Regions from separate parts of the Oryctolagus cuniculus genome. Here region 2 is linked to region 1. A link is a contact called in public Hi-C data. All regions are on one chromosome and are shown on one strand. The core of a region is the stretch at or near the end of the contact, and the rest is flanking DNA. Distances in the headings are between cores, read along the strand shown.

Region 1 (5,059 bases), core at 118-2,617:
ATGTTATTTTGATGTGAAACCTGGGTGTTGAGCCATGCCAGGAATTTCCTAAAATACCATGGACTCACAAAATACAAGAAGTCTTCCACTATCACAAGATGCTTAACAGAAACGCGAGCAGGCCCACGTCAGCTGCCAGTTCCAGATTACCTCTCCTTGGTTCCCTTGGCAATCACGCTCGCCAGGTCCCCTCCTTCGCAGTACTCCATCACGATGTACAGAGTCGTGTTGGTTCGGTCGATGATGCGGTCATAGTAGCGCACGATGTTCGGATGCTTCAGCTCGCGAAGCAGATTCACTTCAGATACAAGCATCTGCTTCTCAGCCTCTGTCATGGAGCCATAGTCAAGTTCTTTCCAAACTAATATCTGGAACCAGAATGGCCAAGGTCTGAATAAACTTCCCATTCTTTCAAAAAGAATTAAAGCGCCAACATGTGAAGAACTCACCTCCCTTTAAAATATAGCCTACAAAAGCCAAGGTCATTATCATCTAATTTAGTGCAATAAAGGTAGAGTCCTGTGTTGCCATCCTCAACCTTTCTCCAGCTTTTGAGCAGTGAAAGATGCTTTGCAGGTTGGGGGTCGGGGGGAGAGAAGGGGGTGCACTAGGCCTCCCACCTCGCCCCTATGAGCTGTCCGTGGGAGGATGGCAAAGCCCCTGAGCATTGCGACTGGTCACGCTTTCCCAGGGCTCAGCAGCGGGCAGTTTCCCCGGCAACGTCTCCTTCTGTACAAGATCCACCTACACACATCGGGAAACGCCCACCCCCAAATCCGGAGAATTGCTATTATTTAAATGATATGTAAATGTCAGGTTCCCTTGGTCCCAAGAGGGTCAATCTTCTCCACAAACAGCTCAGGGGTCAGCTGCCTGTCACCAAAGGGAAGCCCTTGGCAGGTCAAAGCAGGAGAAAGGGAGGAAAGGGGAGAAGAGGGGACACGATGGGAAAAAAATTATATATATATTTTTCAAAGGACGAAGTCTCCCGCCCCGCAGGACAAGCTGTCAGCGCACGCCTGGAGAGAGGGCTGAACCTTCCCGGCGCCCAACAGCCTCGGGCCCCGCGGATCCCCGGGGCGGCCCCGGGCGGACGAAACCTCCGCCGGGGCGGGGACAGGGAAGGGCCCGCGCTCACCTTGCCGTCGCTCTTCCTCCGGACCTTCTGGCAGCGGCCATAGGAGCCCGTGCCAATGGTGTACAGCACTTCGTAGTCCTCCACCCGGGACGGCATGGCCGAGCCCGTCGCCGGACTCGCGCTCCCCCCGGCAGGTCGCGCCGCGGCCACAGAGCTGAGGCCAGCACCCCGGAGAACCCCCCCAGGCTGCCCCGACCCGCTCCCCGGCCTTCGGCCCGGTTTAACCGTCGCGGGCCCGGATCTCGCAATCTATTGGTGGACGCCGAGGTCTCTTCGTCCCTCTGATTGGCTGAGACGATCACAACACCCTAGGCATCCTGGGAAAAGTGTGTCGCTAGGCAACCGCGTCGGCTTCGCCTTCAGCGTGGACTTCCTTCTAGGGGAGGAGGGGGCGGAGCTAAACCAAAGGAAGGGCTAGGGAAAGAAAACGCGGAAGGCAGGTGGGTCTTAGCAACAATATCCCTCCGGTTGAGATCGCCTAGGTAACCGAGGTTCGGGACCTTTCCAGAGACCCTCAACCAACTGCCTTCTGACCTTTGCACTCTGACCCCTCGCGACTCCTCTGGTACCCTGAATCTGGGCGGGGCCGCGCTGGAGACTGAGTACAAAGGGGAACCGAGCTGTTCTCGGAAGGAGTCACAGCTTCCGCTGCGGCAGGACCGCCCGAAGTCCCCGCGTGGCGTCCACAGCGCCCTGGGGAGCGGGAATTCGCATCCCTGCTGTTTCCCAAGCCCGGGAGGCGGAAACCCCTTGCTTCAGGCCCAACAGCCGAGATCAGACCCATCAGCACAAAAACAGTGGCTGCTCCTGGTGTTGACTTCGGCCTCGCGCGTGGCCTGGTGGAGGGACGAGCAGCGTGCAGGCCTGTTCCACACGCAGACGTGCACAAACCTGGGGGAGAGGTCGGAAGTCCCTGATGCGTGGGGGGAGCCATGCATATAGTGGCTCTGAGGCAGGCGCAGCTTCCTACCAAAAATTATTTTAAAATTATTTTTAAAAATTATTTTAAAAGAAGCTACTAAATAGGTTTTCTGGGTTCCAGTATTAAGTATTCTCAACTGAGAATACTTAATGAGCCACGGTAGGGCACCCGCAGAAGTGAGCATTCTCAGCTCTCCCAGCCCAGTGAAACTGTCCCAGAGTCCCAGCGAGGGCTGGGTCGGGGAGCATTGAAGCCAATGCGTGGCAGTGTGTAAGCAGGTCAAGATTCTTTAGATATCTGTTCAGTATGGTGTGGAAAGGAGCTTATGGTAGGTGAGCAATAAATATTTGCTGATACGCTTTGCCTAGGAGCTGCTCTCCAGGCTCCTGGGATGCCTGCATCACAAATCAGTGTCCCAGGTGGAGTCCCTGCTACTCTGTTTCTGTTCCCACCCAGGTGGGAGACGCAGAGGGAGTTCCTGGCCCCTGGTTTCAGCTTGGCCCAGCCCTAGCTCTTGTGGGCATTTGGGGAGTGAACATGTGGATGGAAGATCTGTCTCTCTCTCTCTCTCTCTCTCTATCTCTCTCTCATTGTCACCCTGCCTTTCAAACAAATAAAAATAAAAAAGCTTAAAAATAAAATTGGAGAAAGCTGTTTATTAAGAACTATGCAAGGATTTGGAGGGAGCCTCAGATACTCGGTTTTCCAATGCCCTTTGCTCTATGGCGGAGACAAAATATTTGGGAAGGAGTCATTCCAGGAGTGGAATGTGGCCTGTAGGCACTGCTCATCCAGAAAATATTTGTTGAGTCCTTACTATGAAGCAGGTATGACAGGCATTGATATGCTTGGTGTTTGCTTACAAAGAGAGAGTGGAGCCACAGTGACCACAATAAAGGGTGGTGGAGGCATGACATGACAAAATGCTAACGACTGGTCAACAGTCGCCCCTCATTTCTGGATGGGGGAAGGGCAGAACTGCCCCAGAACCCTCTAGACCCCGGGATAGAGACATCGGTGACTGAGGATCAGGTGGGCGTCCAACAGGAACGTGTTACATTCCCATGCCCTTATTGCTTCCTGTCTCCATAGCCCATCAACTCTTGGTAATATTTATGTATTTATTTGAAAAGCAAAGACAGAGACAGAGATCTCCCATTTGCTGATTCACTCCCCAAATTCAAATACTTGCAATAGCTGAGGCTGGGCAGGAGCTGGGAACTCAGCCTGGGCTTCCCGTGTGCATGGCAGGAATCTGACTGCCTGCTTCCCTGCGGGGTAGGCCCTAAGTCCAGGCTGGGACCAGGAGCAGAGGCAGGACTTGGCAGCAGGCACTCCGGTATGGGACGCATACCCTGCGTCCCAAGTGGTCCCTTCACCACTATGCTGAATGCCCGCCCCTCCAGCCATTCCTCAAGATTCAACTCATGCCGTTTCTTCCCTGAAGTTTTGCCAGATTGGCTTTGATCCACTGCTGTCTTCTGGTGATTCCCAAGTCAAGACCGTGCTCCTCACGCACTGAGAACTTGCCGTAGACAATGCTATTAATACTAGCTTCTCCTCCGGGTCCATCTTATCCGCCCTATTACATTAAAAACTACTCCTTCAACAGATATAAATTGAGGCCCTACTGGATGCTGAGGATACCACAGTGGTAGGACAGACTTACAGGGCTGGAGGGTGCAATGTAAGTACACAAAAAAACTCAACCATCACAAATTGTGGTGAGAAATGAGAAGTCAACAAGGAGATTTAGACAGAGAACAAGGGCAGGGGCAGCCCCATGAACCCGGGAACTTCTATGTAATGGCTCTCCCCATGCCTGGAGCCCCATTCACTGCCTACACAGGCGCATCAGTTTTCAATTGCATTTGGTGTAATCTCCAACAAGAGACTATTTGCACTGTGTGTGTGTGTGTGGTTTTTTTTTTTAAAGATTCATTTTATTTATTTGAAAGTCAGAGCTACACAGAGGAGAGGCAGAGAGAGAGAGAGAGAGAGAATCTTCCATCCGATGGTTCACCCCCCAATTGGCTTCAATGACCGGAGCTGTGCTGATCCAAATCTAGGAGCCAGGAGCTTCTTCCAGGTCTCCCACGCAGGTGCAGGAGCCCAAGGACTTGGGCCATCTTCTACTGCTTTCCCAGGCCATAGCAGCGAGCTGGATGGGAAGTGGAGCAGCCAGCCCCTGCACTGTGTTTTCTGCCCCTAATTGCTCTGCTTGAAATACTACTGTGCATCTCACACTTCACAGGTTCAAAGTCAACCTCCTGATCTCTGCCCCAGATAGCTCCTACCCTCTGTCCCCTTCATCTTCCTAGCTCCTTAATGCAGGATATTTTGCTGGCGCCAGTGCGGGGCTGGCCCAGAACTCCCAGCACCTAGAGAGTGCCTGGAACACAGCAGGCACCCACCTAGCATTTGTACATTGAATAAATGAATGGAACAATGAATGAAACAAGCCTCACTGCCCCCTCCCCCGCCTCTCTGTGTGTGTAACATTAAATACCCACTAGAGGGCTCTATGTCACCGTGTAATCAAGTAGAAGTCTGTCCTGCCAGCAAACCCCAAGATTTGCATACTTAAGGACATAAAATCACCCAACACACTTTGTCTTCAGTCTTCTCTCTACAAATGCTCAGAACAATTTAAGTGAGATTCTGGAAATTCTTTAAGGTGTTTAGTCAAGATTTCTAGGGAAACAACAACAACAACGAGAGATGGTTTAGTACCATTCAGATGCCATCAGCATCACGACAGCGCCACCTATAGGATTGGATGGCTGCTCGCATCAGCCATCGTGGGGTCCCCTTGGGCTGTACCTCTGTGAGGAAGATCTGGCGAGTGGGAAAGAGCAGGGGGCAGCTGTGTGGGGGCAGGGCGTGCATCTGCTTAGTGTGAGGAGCGTTCAGACGGAAGTCAGAGGCGTCACTTTCGTCCTGACTTCCGGGGACAGAACTGAAGGGCTTAGGCGCCAGTACCGGGCTGGCCCACAGTC
Region 2 (5,040 bases), core at 703-3,202, 530 kb after region 1:
TATTGCGTATCTGTCCTGTGCTCAGTGGGGGATACAGAAGTGTAAACTAACTAAGTAACTGAGTTTTCGTTCTCTTGGTGACAGTTAGAAATGCTCAGAGGAGAAGGGGCACGCTGCTATCTCCACGTGTGATGACAGGCCCCGTGAATGATGTGGATAATAAGTGCAAGAGGAAACAAAGAAGGGACTCTTCACTTCTGACCAGATTTTATGACCGGCTTCAGAAGTTGAGCTGGGGTTGGGAGAAAAGATTGGTCTCAACAAGATGGAGAGGGGCAGGAATGGACGGATTATTTCAAGCTGTTGGAACAGCAAAGACTAAGCGTCAAGGATGCACAATTATTTTTAGAAGATCACTATGCGCAATGATGTGACTGAAGCGAAGAAAAGAACTATGTAGACACAGAGTGTGGTGTACACCCCGCATAACCACTAGGAGTTTTACCGAATTTTGACTCTGTTCTGCAGGTGGTTGGTTACAAGTAGCTGTTTACGAGACCGATCAGGCAGTGAGCATGGAAGCCCTGAACCATACTTGGCGGTCGCCCGTGCAAATTGTGAGGAGGACCTGGTTTTCAACGTTTGGGAAGGCAGAGTCATCCTGATCCGGAGCCTGACTGGATGAGGGAGGTGTCAGGGACGCTGCTGAGGTGTGAATCTCCTTGGTGGGGGGTGGGGCGCTCATCGCAGGTCCGCCACCCAGCCAATCTGAAGGGTGAGCTGTTTGAGGACAGTATGTTTGGTCCTAGGTCTGGAGTTCACCTTCCTGCCACAAAGTTGGGGTCTTCCGGGCATGCACATCAGGTAGCTTTGCAGAACTCCATGGCCGCTATTTCCATTTCGTCAAAGGAAGAGCCGATGCTGGCGGGAGAGGATTGCAGGCGCGGGTAGGACGACGCAAAGGGAGACAGACGGCTCAGCTCACGTACGCTTTATTATGCATCATTATGTACAAAACACTGCCCAGGAAACTAAGAAATTTAAAACCTAGCATTTTCAAGGAAGGGATCTTAGTGGCAAGCCGCCAAGCCACAAACCACCGATCAGCGAACTCACGCTCGGCGCGCTGGACTAGCTGAAGGCCTCGCCTGAGGGGGTAAACAGTCGCGGGACACTAAGCTAGGAATGCGACACCTCTTGGCGGGTGGGGTGGGGGGGCGCTGACGTGCAGAGAACTCTGTCCAAACCAAGCAAACGGTGCCTGAAACACCCGAGCTACAAACTCACTCCCCAACTACCAAGTACGCGGTTTAGGGTCAGAGTGGCTCCAAGGCCCGCCCAAAGACTCCAGGACCTCACGCTGATTGGCCGAGTTCACGACCTCGCCTTCCCCGGGGATCTTCACCAGCCTATCACACCGTCCCACCGCCCACCCTGGTTTTTGCCCCGCCCCTTCGCAGTGACGCAACACCTGGCGCTCTTCCGGGCCCCCTAACTCCCTACCCGTCGCTTCAGCGCCTTATTGGCCAGCAGAGAGGCGAGGGGAGGGGAGGGAACTCTGTGTGCTCTCTGAACTGCCCCTCTAGTTTTCTGGTCTTCTCATAGGTTGTCAGGAGGCAATTATAGCCCGGGCCGTCGCGCAGGCGTGCGAAAGTACCCGCGGTGGAGGGGCACTTCCCCTCCCAAAAGAATTAGTTACGCGGCTGTGACGCAGACGGCACCCCGCTACCCACTCTCACTTCTGATTGGCCGCGACTGAAGCTCGTCACACGGCCACGCCCTACATCCCTGCCTCACCTCACCGCCTTCGGACACTTGATAGACCGCCCGGGAGGCCACGCCTCACAGGGTTCCTGCCGCTTAGCGCTCCGATTGGCTGAGGAGACTGGCATGCTTTCCCGCCCCCTGTCCTCTCCGGAGCATCCCGAGGCTGGCGGGGTCCCGCGGAAGTTGTCAGTCAAACCCCTCCCTCCCCGCCCTCCGCGAGGCCCCTCCCCGGGCCGCGCGCCCTCGTGCGCGCGCGCACACGCACACACTCCCGCCCTCTGCTTGTACCAACCACCTTCTCAAGTTGTAGCGGTCGCTCGCCGGGGGTTCTCCGTGGGCGGCCGACGGGCGCGTGGGGGAGGGGGCTCGGACTGCTGGGCGCAGCCGGCGGCGCGTGCGAGCCGAGGGCCCGGGCAGCGGGTCACCGCCCCGGGCGATGAGGGGCTGGCGCTGACAGGGGAGAGCGGGCACGGCGGCGGCGGTTCCGAGGGGACCCGCGACGGCAGCGCCCCGGAGGAGGCTCCCGGCGGGGAGGGCTGCGCTGGCAGCGGCCGCTGAGGTGCTAGCCGGCCGGCCGGCTGGTCAGCAGGACTGAGGGGACGAGGAGCGCGCCCGGCGTCCGCACCTCTGTGCCCTCGCCTCAGTTGTCCAAACTTCAGGCTGCTCCCCCTTCCACCCGCCCTCTGCGCCCGGAGTCAACAACTTCTTCAGCCCCGGAGCTCGCCGCGCGGCGGGGACCAGGAGCCTCCGGCGCTGAGATGTGGCCGTGAGGCGTTGGCGGGCGGCGAGGAGCAGCTCGGCGGCGCCCGGGAGCCGGACGGCGGTTTGGCCGGGGGTCCGGGGCGCAGGGCCGCGAGCTCTCCGCGCCTCTCCCCCGCCTCCTCCTCCTCGTGCCGTCGCCGCCGCGGCCCCGCGCGGTGCAAGCAGTAGCCGGAGCTGCCAGGCGCCAGGGCCGCGGAGATGTCGTCGTCGTCGTCGTCGCCTCCGCCGCCGCCGCCGCCGGCGGGGGCTGCCAGCGCCGCCATCTCGGCCTCGGAGAAAGTGGACGGCTTCACCCGGAAATCGGTGCGCAAGGCACAGAAGCAGAAGCGCTCCCAGGGCTCGTCGCAGTTCCGCAGCCAGGGCAGCCAGGCGGAGCTCTCCCCCTTGCCCCAGCTCAAAGGTAAGCTCCGAGGGCGCAGCCCCGGCCGGCGAGCGCTGGCGGCCGCAGAGCCATTTCCTCCCCCGGGGCTCGCGGAGTGCGCGCCGCGACCCCCGCCCGCCTGTAGTGCAAACGTGTAGGCTGCGGAGTGGTGCTTCTCGCGGCTCCCGGATTCACCCTAACTTCCCACCGGGGCGAGGCCAGCACCCTGCCCACCTGCGCGCTGGCTTAACCTGCGCTTCCGATTGGGGACTGCGTCCCGCGAGGTAGAATTCTTTCCTCTCCCTCACTCCTCTTTCTGTACCCATCTTGCCTCCGCGACCTGCCTTGCCTTCCTCCGGTTTCCAAGTCTCAGCCCCTGTCTGCGGCCCTCTTCCTCCACCTTTACTTTGGCTGTTACCGTCGGCGCCCACGCCGGTCTCCACTCCCCGCCCCATGGATTGTATTTGAGTCATCGGACCTGGAATCCAAATGCAAACAGCGGTTGAGAGTTCAGCTGGCCCTCACGTGCACGAGTTTGTTTGTTTGTTTGTTTGTTTTTAATAAGGAAAAAGCCTAAAAGTCGGACCGGTGTAGGATCTTATTTGTTGAATCGTTAGCTGAAAATACCCGATTGTTTGAGACGGTACAGAGGATCGATGTGAGGACGTGTAAGGGAGTCTGGTGTTGCTTTGCGGTGGAACGGGAACTTGGTTCCCGGGCAGTAATTCAGACTTTGTAGGTTTGTACAGTGATTCAAATTGGTATCCGTGCCTAATGCCTTGCAGAAGTGCTTGGCACTCTTTTTGGCTCACTTACTTTTCCCACTAGATTCAGAGGTTTTTCAGTAAGTTTTTTCTTTTTCTTTCTTTCTTTTTTTTTTTTTTTTTTGGTGTTCTAGTTTATTCATTGTGAATTACTAACTTTTAATTTTACAATTTCAATATCTGCGTTGTATGAGACAGAAGTCGTTATGGAGTCAGATGACAGTGCTCATAGACATCCAACAAAATTCTGCAACAAGAGAAACTTAATGGAAACCTGAATCATATGTTTTGTAAGGCTGGGAAATTAAAGAGATAAATGTTCAGATTTCTCAAACCATTTGAAAAAAGCTCCACAATCCCCTCAAGGCCAGTCTGGTTTCAATTTGTCTTTGGGCCTGTGAATCCAGCCTTAGCTTGGCAAGGAGTCTAAAGAAAACCCCAGATCAAATCACAGTTGACCTGCAGTAGTTCTGGAACCCCATTCAAACCCTACACTGCCCTGCCTTTTCGGGTGTTTCTAAATCAAGGACATCCCCCAGCCCAAATCAAACAGGCTTTTGAAAAGAGATTTTAAGACGCATTTAATCTGTGCATGTTACTTGATTGCTGTTTAGCATACAAAAATTGTTAAAATTTGCATAGGGTAGTCAGTGGTAGACCACAGTGGTAGGCATTGCCAAGACTTTAAAACTCTTGAGCCATGTCACAGTTATAAAAGAATATCATCTTTCCAACCAGGACATTGAATTGCTATTCATAGATTTTATATCTTACACTTAATTAAAACATCATGGTTACTTTTATACTGATTTTTTTTTCCATTAAATTATCAAATTATTTTTGCATTTCCAAGATTTGGTGCTAGCATTTTTTTCATGTTTATTTAGCTTGTTATTATAAATTATTTTGGTTCCTTTAGTATTGTACTCATTGATATATTCACTTTTTAATAGAAATAATTTAATACTAAACATATGGCTAGTTTTAACCAGGAGATGTAGCTTTGTATGTTTTGCTTGTAAAAGCCTGGGAAATATATGCATAGAGTCAGTCATCATCTAAGATATGTGGTATTTGGTTCAACAAGTTGAAGGTGCAGTATTTTATTTATAGTGTTTGGTTAGTAGTAGGAAAAAAATAAAATTGGAAATCTAGATTAATTTTAGATATTTGCATTAAAAAGCTATCATAAGGAAAGTTATGCTTGCAAGATAAACTTTTATTGAATAAAACAAGACCCTTTCTTGGGTTACTGGCTAAAAGGAAAAACTACTTTTACTTCAAATGCCAATATACTTGAAAAGTTATTTTCCTAAAAAAATCAGTTGCTTTGCTTGGTACTTTAGCAGTGTAGTTGCTATCACAGTGTTGTGTTTTTTCTGTCACTAGTAGTTTTTTCCATTAGTGGCCTTAAAAAAACAAAAAAAAAGTGGGAAGCCCTATGTG

Evidence for each region. A called contact is a pair of places that touch in the nucleus more often than the background predicts.
Region 2: a contact with region 1 is called in a Hi-C map of an unstated tissue, with 4 times the contacts expected there. The contact joins the promoter of PPP2R5A here to the promoter of NEK2 in region 1. A contact is called at or near these places in 2 of 6 Hi-C or Micro-C datasets (skin fibroblasts and an unstated tissue).

The regions. Positions count from the first base shown.
Region 1 is chr13:26,253,323-26,258,381 of mOryCun1.1, forward strand. It overlaps NEK2 (NIMA related kinase 2), which reads right to left and starts at 1,368. Exons shown (of 8, transcript XM_002717530.5): 1 at 1,139-1,368; 2 at 151-368. The coding sequence starts at 1,234.
Region 2 is chr13:26,785,898-26,790,937 of mOryCun1.1, forward strand. PPP2R5A (protein phosphatase 2 regulatory subunit B'alpha) reads left to right here and starts at 1,953. Exons shown (of 12, transcript XM_017347800.3): 1 at 1,953-2,869. The coding sequence starts at 2,668.